Linked DNA regions of Mus musculus: regions 1 and 3 are each linked to region 2. The links are chromatin contacts, called in public HiCAR-type and promoter capture Hi-C maps. All regions are on one chromosome and are shown on one strand. The core of a region is the stretch at or near the end of the contact, and the rest is flanking DNA. Distances in the headings are between cores, read along the strand shown. Region 1 holds the start of Amer1 (APC membrane recruitment 1). Region 2 holds the start of Fam90a1b (family with sequence similarity 90, member A1B). Region 3 holds the start of Msn (moesin).

What was found. Promoter capture Hi-C pulls out the DNA fragments that hold promoters and counts their contacts. HiCAR-type assays count read pairs that join an accessible place to other places.
Region 1: a contact with region 2 is called in a HiCAR-type map of astrocytes, with 2.8 times the contacts expected there. The contact joins the promoter of Amer1 here to the promoter of Fam90a1b in region 2. A contact is called at or near these places in 3 of 39 promoter capture datasets (cranial neural crest, liver and pre-B cells), 1 of 484 Hi-C or Micro-C datasets (CD8 T cells), 1 of 115 datasets of contacts at active chromatin or transcription factors (astrocytes) and 1 of 9 other capture datasets (liver).
Region 3: a promoter capture Hi-C map of pre-B cells shows a contact between it and region 2, with 2.7 times the contacts expected there. The contact joins the promoter of Msn here to the promoter of Fam90a1b in region 2.

The regions. Positions count from the first base shown.
Region 1 is chrX:95,443,121-95,446,924 of GRCm38.p6, forward strand. It overlaps Amer1 (APC membrane recruitment 1), which reads right to left and starts at 1,720. Exons shown (of 2, transcript NM_175179.4): 1 at 1,538-1,720.
Region 2 is chrX:94,365,461-94,368,747 of GRCm38.p6, forward strand. Fam90a1b (family with sequence similarity 90, member A1B) reads right to left here and starts at 1,317. Exons shown (of 10, transcript NM_001362881.1): 1 at 1,171-1,317; 2 at 199-283. Apoo (apolipoprotein O) reads left to right here and starts at 1,650. Exons shown (of 9, transcript NM_026673.4): 1 at 1,650-1,702. The coding sequence starts at 1,694.
Region 3 is chrX:96,094,060-96,097,523 of GRCm38.p6, forward strand. Msn (moesin) reads left to right here and starts at 1,986. Exons shown (of 13, transcript NM_010833.2): 1 at 1,986-2,184. The coding sequence starts at 2,173.

The sequences.
Region 1 (3,804 bases), core at 470-2,969, 1.1 Mb after region 2:
AATCCTAGCTTGGGTGTATGTGTGTGTGTCTATATAGCTATATCTATAGATAGATAGATAGATAGATAGATAGATAGATAGATAGATAGATATCCCATGTTAACGTTACAAAGTAAGAGATTTATTTACTGGGTCTCAATGCCCCACTATAAAGCTGTCCAGCCTGCACAGTCCCTTAGTCAAATCCCCTCTCTTATTCTTCAGGAATGCCTTAATAGTCCAGAGTGGTGCACAGAGTAGGGCACTCGAAGGAATGGGCTTTGTTGGAATCTCCAATGGTAGGACAGAAAGTCCAACAATGCAGTGCCCGGAGACCAGTCCATACCAGTGTTGCTGAGGCAGGCCAGCCAGAGACGCAGAAGACATATGCGAACAGGGCTGTCTACACTTCTCTCAAGGCGAGTCCAGCGACAGGGAGGATGGTCCTGCTGTATTAGTCCCGCTGCCGCCTTTGCCTCCCATGGCTCATCTGGCAAGCTTAGCCCCTCAAAGGGGAGCTCAGGAGAAATCACGCCTTTGGGCGGTCACCAGTGTCAGAGGTGTCTGCAGCAGACAATGACAGCAGTCTGGCAGGCTGGGTATTTTAAGTAACTGAGAAGTTGTAGGATTTGTCTGCCTTATATATACTGTGTGTTCTTTACTACAACGACGGCCCCCTCCGCCTCTAGCAGGGAAATCCCCCCACAATATTGTGCCTATTGCTATTTTAAACCAAAGGCTGGAGAGAAAAAGAAAAAAAAACGCGCCCTATGCCCTACAAGGGAAAAGAGGCGCGTAGGGGGTGGGGGCGGCAACAAAGCGGCCTTGCAGCTCTAACCCAAGGGCCAGTAAGAGCTCCTGGTCCAGCCCGCCTGCAATGGGGGTGGGAGCCAAACGACAGACTGGAGGCCCAGGAGGGGGTGCGGCTGGTTGGGACCATAGGACCAAGGTTCCAGGATAAGTGGGAAGTTCAGAAACCCAACTGTGCTCCCTTGAGGAGGAACAGACTGTGGATATCTTAATCCACCCTAAAGCCAGTCTCAGTCTGGCCATAAGCGAGCGCGCCAGCTTCCTCTGCAGAGGAGAGACATAGGAGATGCACCGCAGAGGGGAGGGGCCACAGCAAGGCCTCGCGGGTGAGCAGCACCGGCCTAACAGCTGTTCCAGAAAATATACTACAAACAAAGATAAGGAGTTCCCGGCCTGCAAATGCGTTCTCCGGGTGCTGGCTAGCGGCGCCCTTCCCGGAACCACGCAACAGCACGTGTGGGCCCATCCCAGCCTCCCATTACAACCTAGAGGCGTAGCCCAGGATAGTCCGCCCGCCTTCCGGCCCTCCCACCCCACCCCCCAGCCACGGTCGCCCGGACCCTAAAGACTAACGGCCGCTGGGCCCTTCGCTGGACAGTACGCAAAGCGAGTTCAAAGAAAGACCAGCAAGAGGCTGGGACTCCGATCAGCCAGGCTCTGGAAACCCTAGTCCAGGAGACCAGAGCGGAGCACGCGGGGATGCACTAGACCTTCAGCAGGATGGCTCTTAGCTGTGTGCAATGCTTACCCTGCCAGGTCCAGCTCCCAGCGCTGTTTATTGTCTGCTGCGCTGCTCCGATTTGAGCTGGAGCCTCTGCTGAGAACGCCACCACTGCTCCTGCCGCAGCCTTCACCGGGACTACAGCAGTCTTCTGCGCCGACTACCCTTCTCCAGGCTCTGGGCAGCTCCCCCATACCCCCTTCACCCCGGACTCCACAGTTATAGGGTGGGACGTCCGTGATATGATTGGCAGGCATACAGTCCAATCATGACGGCTGGAAGGCATGCCCTCGCCCGCCCACTGTTTTCCTTGGTGCTTCTCTCTTTAAATGCAAATAAATCGGGCGTGGTATTGGCAGGGGGGCGGAGAGGTTGTCGAACCCCTTGCAGGGACTCCCTACTTCCGCTCCCACGCGGGGCGGGTTTCAGCGTGGCTACACACCCTACTCCCGGAGCTAGTCCCGCCCAAATGGGACTTGCCAGACTCTTGGAACTCGGTTTCGATTTTGCATACATTCCTCATTCCTTAACTTGGTGCTTTTGCGCTACTGCTCCCAGGTTGCTACCAAAGAGTTTCTCCACTCAGTTCGAGACTAGCTGTGAGAAGTGGGGGAGAAAAGGAAGGAGCCAGAGATTGTGGGGCCTGCAGAAACCTTTAGCACCATGGTTGGCTAATTATTAAGAGTGGCAGCAGGGCCAGGTGGCTGGTCTTCCCAGAGAGGAAATCACCTGTCAGGAAAGTGACCTGCCTCTTGGTCCTCCCACCCCCACACCACCTGGCTCCTTAGCCCTGCACTTTCCTTGCTTGCCCCAGGCTCTTAGGGAAGGCAAGATTGAGGTCAACTACCATCAGTGCTGCCTGGGAAAAGGCACTTCACCTCCGTTACTTAGACTGCCAGTAACTGGGACATATTTGGAATATAGACCTATACTTACCTTTCAGGGTACCTTTCACTTTTCTTCCCTAGGAAAATAACTGTTTTTAGAGTATACTATTTCAATAGTTGGCCTCTCACCTAAATTCCATACCTTCCAACGAACATGGAATGATTCTCAAGATCTCCAGGCGGGCAGTGGTGGCACATGCCTTTAATCCCAGCACTCGGGAGGCAGAGGCATGCGGATTTCTGAGTCTGAGGCTAGTCTGGTCTACAATGTGAGTTCCAGGACAGCCAGGGCTATACAGAGAAACCCTGTCTCCAAAAACAAAAGCAAAATTAAACAAACAAAGATCTCCAGAGCACACTTCATCAATTGTGAGTCTGGTCTGTGCAGATCCCTTTTCTAGATAGGGAAAGAAGTTTTGTGTGAGCCCTAACCAGAGGTCATACTGAGGAACACTGAGGAGGCCTGTCAGACCAGCCTTACAGGCTACTGTGTCTGGAATGTGGCAACGGGCCAGCTGAGCTTAGGCCTCTAACTAGCCTAAAGACATTAAGTGGCATTAGTAACTGCCAGTGCCAGGTGAGCTGGAGCAACAAAGAATCCGGTTGTATAACCAGCTCTGGAATGTACAGAAATCCCAGCTTGAAAACTCCTTCAATGTCTAAAAGGGGAGGGAGAAGTGAATTGAGGGTGAGGATCAGAGAAGGATTAGAAAACAATGGCAGTCCCCACCTCCAACCCCCAATGAATAGTCACCTGTTGCCCTGTTGGATCTTGTCTACCTTGTAAATACACAGAAGCTGAACTAGTGAGACGTGGACTGCTGCCACTGCCTGTGTGAAGCTAAGGAATTGTTGTGGCTGTTAAGGGCTGGCATCTATCTACTCTTCTTTCTGCCTCAGACTTGCTATGAGACCTTGGCCAACCTGGTCTCCCATCGGAGCCAATTATTCGATTTTCCCAAAGAGGTAAGAAACTTGATCAGTTCAACTCAATCCTTTCTATAATATTTCATGACCTTCAATGAGATTCTAGATATCTTCACCAAAAATTTGCAATATGAATCAGAATCAGAGTCCTAGGCCTGGATCTCAGTAAACATTGAATGGCAACCTGCTGCTAACTCAGTATAGCTTTGCTGTAGAAATCATTCCCCCAGCCTGCTTTGAATGGCCGGACTATAACATTTCCTTGGATCTCTGCTTTCCAGCTTTGCAAAACCCCAATTCTCATTTGTTAGGCTGGACATGCCGTATTTCCTATTCATACTCTATCATACTCTGCTAACCTGTGTCTCTGTCATTTGAAACTTGCTCACATTTCAAACAGATTCTTGCTTTGTTTTTTTTTTAATTAGACCAAGATTATTATTTGGAAAAGATAGTTTGAAAATATGGAGTCCAGGGAAA
Region 2 (3,287 bases), core at 67-2,566:
CGACACTCGCAAGTACTGCTAATACTAAGGTTTGTTGCCTACACCGTACTTAAATGCTAAAGTTCAGTTAGAGTTTAGTGAAGGTGAAATTGTCATTTCCTTCTTTTCCTAGTTCACATACCCCCGCAACTCCTGGCATTAAGCAAGCGCTTTGGCTGTAACTTATCATCACCATGCTTCCCACTTCTAAGATGTTACCTTACTGATGCAGACAGAGCCTTCCGAGTCTATTCAGTATTTCTCCTCAGGGTCTGGAGATGGAGATGGCTCGGAACACACAATTCTGTTGAGAAGGGGGAAAAAAAAGCCGCTCGTAACATTTGGAAGTTGGTCCGGCAGTAGGCTGAGCTCTAGGGCTTTCTCCTCCCTGAAACTTTCGAACACCGCAAAGTCCCGCTTTAAAAAAAAAAAAAAAAACCAAAAAACTTTGACCACAAATCACTGAACTAAAGCTCCGATACTACATACTACGACAAACCTAACTTCTTACCGAAGCGCTCCAGCTTGTCCCAGACGCGCGGCGCGCCTTTTCCTTCTCTCTCTCTCTCTCTCTCTCTCTCTCTCTCTCTCTCTCTCTCTCTCTCTCTCTCTCTCTCTCTCTCTCTCTCCCTCAGCGAATAAAAACCCCCCTAATTTCCTTAAGGACAGGTGTGTCCCAATCAGTCTCTGGGTAAAAGGACAAGTGACCTTACACTGAAAAAATCTCCGCATCTCCAGGACGCCCGCCCACAGGGCTTCTTCCATTTTCTGTCGAATTAGGACAGAAACGAAATATGAAATACGCCGTCTTTATCGGACCCGCTAGTGTTCCCTGAGGCTAGCGCTGAGATTTCAAGAGGCAGCCTACCTGGAGTTGAATCCTAGCCTTAGATTTTTCACAGCCTTGGACGCTCGGCCGTGACAATTGTGCCCATAGACTTGGGTGGAAAAAATGAAATTATTAAACCAGCGACAACGCCAGTTTTTCTCGCAAATAGCCAAATACTGCCATTTTACGTCTACAAGTATTAAATGGGACCAATATTTGATTGTCAGATTTACACTTTAGTACTTTAAAAAGAAAAACACCGGTACCGGTCATTTTTTCACAAGTAAGCGACATGTTACATTTAGTTTAAACGTAAAACTTAAGGACCGTTCAGCGCAAGGTAAATTCTTTAAGGGAAAAACCTTTTATGAGGTAAATCGATGCCCCAAGGTCGGGTCGATCCGCTGCTTCTCCCTAAGAGACTGGTGCAGTTTACCCTCGTCCGTCGGGCGCCACCGCCTGGCTGCCTCAGCGTGCAGGATTCTCAACCCTCGCAGCCGGAGCCTGGCAGTGGAGGCGAAAGCCAGTCCCCGGCGCGGCAGGGAGCCAGAGAACCGCCTTCTTCTCACCACAGCGTGCGGCCGCCCACACGGACCTGCAGCCTTTTGCCGCCTAGCAACAGCCTGCAAGGAGGCAGGACTGTCTAGGAGGCGGGGTTTGAATTTGTTAGGTTCCCGCGCGCGCCTCTCGGTTGCTAAGCAACGCGACACGCCACCTAGCGGCGCAGGCCGAGCTTTTGGCGGGTTAAGCTGGCGTCACAGCATCATCTCGTGCTCGCTCGTGGTCAAGGGAATCAGGATCTAACCCGGCCACCGTAGTTGCCTTTTTTATAGTGGGAGGGGCCAAGGGAGGGGTGACCCTGCCGGAGCCGCGGCTGCCAGCGACATGTTCAAGGTGAGAATGTGGAGCCGGGTCACAGCTGTCATTGTCCCCTCTCAGCCTCCAGGAGCCCTCCCCACGCTCCCGGGCGTCTTTTTGGGGACCAGACTCGGTTCCTCCTGAGGCCTTTTTCACCTCCGGGCTAAATTCTGGCTTGGCGGCGGTTCATTCAGCACTCGGTACCAGCACCTGTGAGGTTGTGGAGTGAAACCCTAGATTGGTGGGATCGGCCCTTTGAGCTCTCTCGCGAATGAAACACTTTGAAAAGTTAAAACGCCTCTATCGTGCCCACCTCCTCGGCTAATGCCCTTTTGGGGTTGTGGGGAGGATGAAGCCAGGTCTGGGCGCTGCAGGGTTTGTGGCTTTGGTTGCTTGGCAGGATCAAGTTTCAGAACCTGGCCCGTGGGTGGGGGAGGGTCAGCTTCGGAGGATGTCGGGGATGCTGGCTTGGGGCGGGGCGGGGGGGTCTCTCTCTCTCTCCCCCTCATCCCCCCCTCTCTCCCTCCCTTCCCCTCCCTCCCCCTCCCTCCCCCTCCCCCCCTCTCTCTCTCTGTGTGTGTGTGTGTGTGTGTGTGTGTGTGTGTGTGTATGTAGCTGGAGCTTTACTGCCCAGTGAGCATTAGTATGAAGTCGACTCTTCTCCCCTCTTACAGTTTTTTCGAACTGTCCTCCATAAGATGGACATTTACAGTGAAGACTTTCAAAAACCTGTATTTTAGCATAAATTATTCTTTCTTAAACGGCAAATATATTTTGTCATTAAAAAAACCCCACAGGCTGTGCACACCTTTAATCCCAGCACTCAGGAGGCAGAGGCAGTGGATAAATTCATGAAGATGAGTTCGAGGATAGCCTGGTTTACGTAGCGATTTCCAGGACAACCAGTGTTACATAAAGTTTCTGTCTTAAAAAATAGCCACAGGCAGCCAGAAATCTACAAAATCAAGTCTCAAGAAACACAATATTTACAGAATGGTGCTAATGAAATTTCAGACTTGTGCTCCTCATTTCAAAGTTTCTTGCAGCTGCGGTGGGTGTTTGAGGCACAATAGTAAGGGCTGCAAAATGAGACCATGGCTTCTGCCTTCCAGTGCTGTGGTATTGTCAGTTACTAGCTATATGATAATGGACATGTCACTTAACTCCACTTAACTGCCTGTTCCCCCCCCCCCCCATTGTGAAATTAGGGTAATAAAGTCTAACTGTTAAATACTGAGGGGAATTATGTCACTAAATGCAGAGGAAGGATGGACACTGAACTCATAGATTTGTTGGCTCAGCAATGCCATCAGGGTTTACTATGGCATTTACTATGGCATTGTTGGTCTTCCTTATGGTTTCAAGATGACTGACATAACAGTACTTTCTTATTCACTAGGGGAAGAGGAGAGGATAAAACTCCCAAGCTTGGAGTATGTTTTTTCTTCAGGTCTGATTGGACCAGTATGGGTCAGGTGTCTGTCACTAGCCTCATTGCAGTTGCCAGGGAATGCTAGTCTCTGGTTAGCTTAGGCTAACAGGACCACTGCGTAAGCACAGGGAAAAGGAATGGCTTCATGAAAAGGTGTAATGGAAACTGGATCTGCAGCCAACAATGCCC
Region 3 (3,464 bases), core at 736-3,235, 1.7 Mb after region 2:
CTCTTCTACTTTCCCACACCCTAGGGCATCCTTTTCTCTCCACTTGGCTTCCTATGCCTCCCTTAGCTTTTTAGTGGTTTGCTCAGCTCCTTAACATGCTACCCAGCTTTCCTTTCTGCATGTGATTGCAGGGAGTAAACGGGAGGATGTGGCATGGCTGGGGATGTGCACACACACATAGGGGTTAGGGAATTACATACTGGGGATTTCCACGTTCCAGAAAGTTGAACTAGTCTGCAGTGGACTTATTTTAGGTATTTATTTTAGTGCCAAGATCTTTTAGGCTCTAGGTGAACATGAATGAAGAAATCAGTGAGTTCCTTTAAATTTGGGAGGTTGAATTGGGTGGAGGGTCCATGGGCCATGGCAGTATCAAGGATTGATTGGCTACCATGTCTACTCCTGCTACTGAAGTCTTCTGAAAGGTGCTATTTTTCCTTGAGGCAAATACTTGGGTTTTGACAGAGAACGTTCTTTTTCCCCCCCCCACCTGTCAATGAACTGCGGTATCAGTGACAGAAATAGAGGCATGTTGGCTCATGAGTGTAAATGCAAGACTTTATACAACCTTTATGTTGTAGGCTACTGAATAGGCTACTTCTTTCTCCTCTTTTTGTAATGTTTGGATGGGAAAGAACCTTGGAAACCCTGTAGTTTGGTCATTGTTAAGGAAGGGGAAACTCAATACTAGAGGGGGGAAGGGAATTACCCAAGAAAGTGCAGAGGACACAGGCTGAGTTCATGATGAAACAATGATCTGAAGCCTGGTGAGTGTTGAGGTGTCCTTTCCACTATTCTGTGTTTGACTCTCCATCACTGAGGTATATGGTAATTTACTTCATGAAAGACACACAACCCATGCTCCTGCACAGTTGCCAGAACTGGAGGGCATATATCACCCGAGAGTCTTATACTCTTATCAAAAAGTGAATGTCTGCCTGGTATTGTCTGAGCACTAAGGTGGTAGAAACAGGAGGACTGGGAATGCAAGTCAACTGGCTGCTGTTAGTGCGCTGTGTCAAAGCAAGTGAATGTATAGAACCGGTGTCAGACATCTGCAATCTAGTTGAGGTAGTAGGATTATGAGTTCAAGACAAACCTAAGCCAGTGTCTTAGAACTGAGAGTTCAAGACAAACCTAAGCTAAATAATGAGTTTAGAGCCAGCTCTGGTGACAGACAAAACAAATCCAAAATGTTGGGGAAGGACTAAGGAAAAGACCAAGACACTGATGTGAGGAGAGTGGGAATTGGAGGACTGAAAGTGAACATAGAAGACAGATAATTGGAAAAGGATCCCAGTTCTGGAGAAAATGAAATAAATAAATAATAAACAAACAAACAAACAAACAAACAAATAAATACAAGGTCGAAGGAAATGTCACAGGTTAAATGAGTCCTCTAGAAGGGAGTGAACTGTTGAGGAGGAGCTGAAGTTTAGCCCAGAAGTTTCCTGAGGAGTAGCAGAACTCTCAGGAGCTGCTATGGACAGCAGAGGATTTGTTGTGGTCCCAGGGAACTTAGGTGTGGCATGATTGGAGGTCACAGAGAAAAAGAGGAGTTCAAATGTCCACAAGCGGGAACTTTCTAACCAACAAGGCTTCCTAGAGAGGGAACTCAGCAGTTCTACTAGGCAACGGGTTCCCAACATTGGTAACTCATGGTTCAGGGCTGAAAAGCATCTGCTAGGGTGTGGCCCCCCAGTCAAGCTCTGGCTCAGACTGGGGGCGGAGTCAGATGGTCGAAACTTGGAGGGAGGGGGGCAGTGAGGAAAGGTGGGAGGGGGCAGAGTGGGCACTAGTGGGGAGTGGGAGTCCTTGGGGAGTTTTGGCCCCGAGCCTGGCCCCCCACGTGGCCAGAGTAGCCTCTCTGGGCTGGGCCGGGCTGGGCGGGGCGATGCCCGAAGCCGCGGGCAGGCTGGCGGGAGGGCGGGGAGAGGCGCGGAAGCCCGGCCACATAAAGGAGCGAGCAGCGCAACGGGGGCGGCTCTTTCCTGGGTGGGGTTTGTAAAGTCGTGGCCCGTTAGCAGGAAGCGGAGCAGTCGCCCAACGCTAGAGTGGGACCCAATCTGAGCACCCGGTTCTCCGGAGTCCTTGCCGAAGTGTACTGCGCGCTCAGAGCAGCCCGACAGTTTCCAGCCAAACTTCACCAACTCCTCTGCCCTTGCCGCCACCATGCCGAAGACGGTGAGTGCCGACAACTAGCGCGGTCGGCCCTGGGGGCTCCAAGCTTGACCCTTGCCACTTTATGGCTTCGGGCTTGGTTGCTCACAGGCCTGCCGGGGATGCTGGGCTGTCCACTAAGGCCCTAGGAAGGAGAAGATAGTGGAGCCCTAATTTGAGCGCTCTAGAGGGTGACAGGGTGTACAAACTAGAAGTGTGGATAAGGAGGAGCCAGCCTTTCTCGGGTTCCAGTTCCCCGCCTCTGGGATGAGACAGTGGAAACTCTTTGAGGGACTGGATCAATCCCCTATTCTAAAGGGTCGTTGGGAACTGGGGAAACGACTTTACTTTTGAGAACATTTCCCCGGCCCAGGAATTGGCGCCTTTCTGTAGCAAAGCTATCACTGTCTCAGAAGAGCCCCCAAGCTTACAGAGAAGCGGGGAGGAGAGAGGAAGTTGCCCAGGGCGGATCCCGCACACCCATCCACCTTTCCCATAACCGCCCCTCTTCTACCCCACTTCTGCTCTGTCCCCTTCCACCGCGTCTTAGCCCCAACTGCTTTCCCCAGGGAAATGAAGATTTGTGAAGGGTCTCATCAACTGGGTTACTTTACCCAGGGGTACAAACACTTCATTAGGCACAAGTCTGTGGAGGGGCCCACACAACCCACTGGAAGACAGGGCAGGTTTCTCTTCCTCTATTAAATCCCTGTCAGACATAGTGCCTCTCTATCCCCTCAGGACCGTTTTGTGAGGTATAGGTTTTCTCCTGTGGGGGCCACACCTATCTAGTGTGGTGGTTGATTTGAGATCTGGTCTCCACCCCACTGGCTGTTGCTCGCAGAAGCCTCCAGGGAGTGAGGCCTAGGGGGGCCGGATGCCCAGTAGGGAGGGGTGGGGGAGGGGTATGTGCTTGACTAATGAGCTCTGCTTGCTTTTGTGCAAGTCACGCCAGGTCCTTGCTCATGAAGGCCCTATGACCACCGTGAATTATGTTTCTTAGGTAATGGGGCTTGCTGGGCTCCCATGTTGTATATTGCTAGCCTACCCATCTCTCTAGTACTGCCTGAGCCTGGTAGAACTGAGACAGTGACTAGGATGCTGGAGAAGGGATGAGGGTGCCTCGGAAGAGAGGAGAGTGAATAGATACAGGAGGTCTTTGTGTCTATATTGAAGTTTCCTTGCTACCCTTACTGTATTCTAGCTACACTGCCTAATCGTCCTTGCCTTCTCAGAACTCTGTTCTTAAGAAATACCAAGGTGGGGTTTTTTTTTGGGGGGGTTCTTTTCTTTTTTTTATTTTT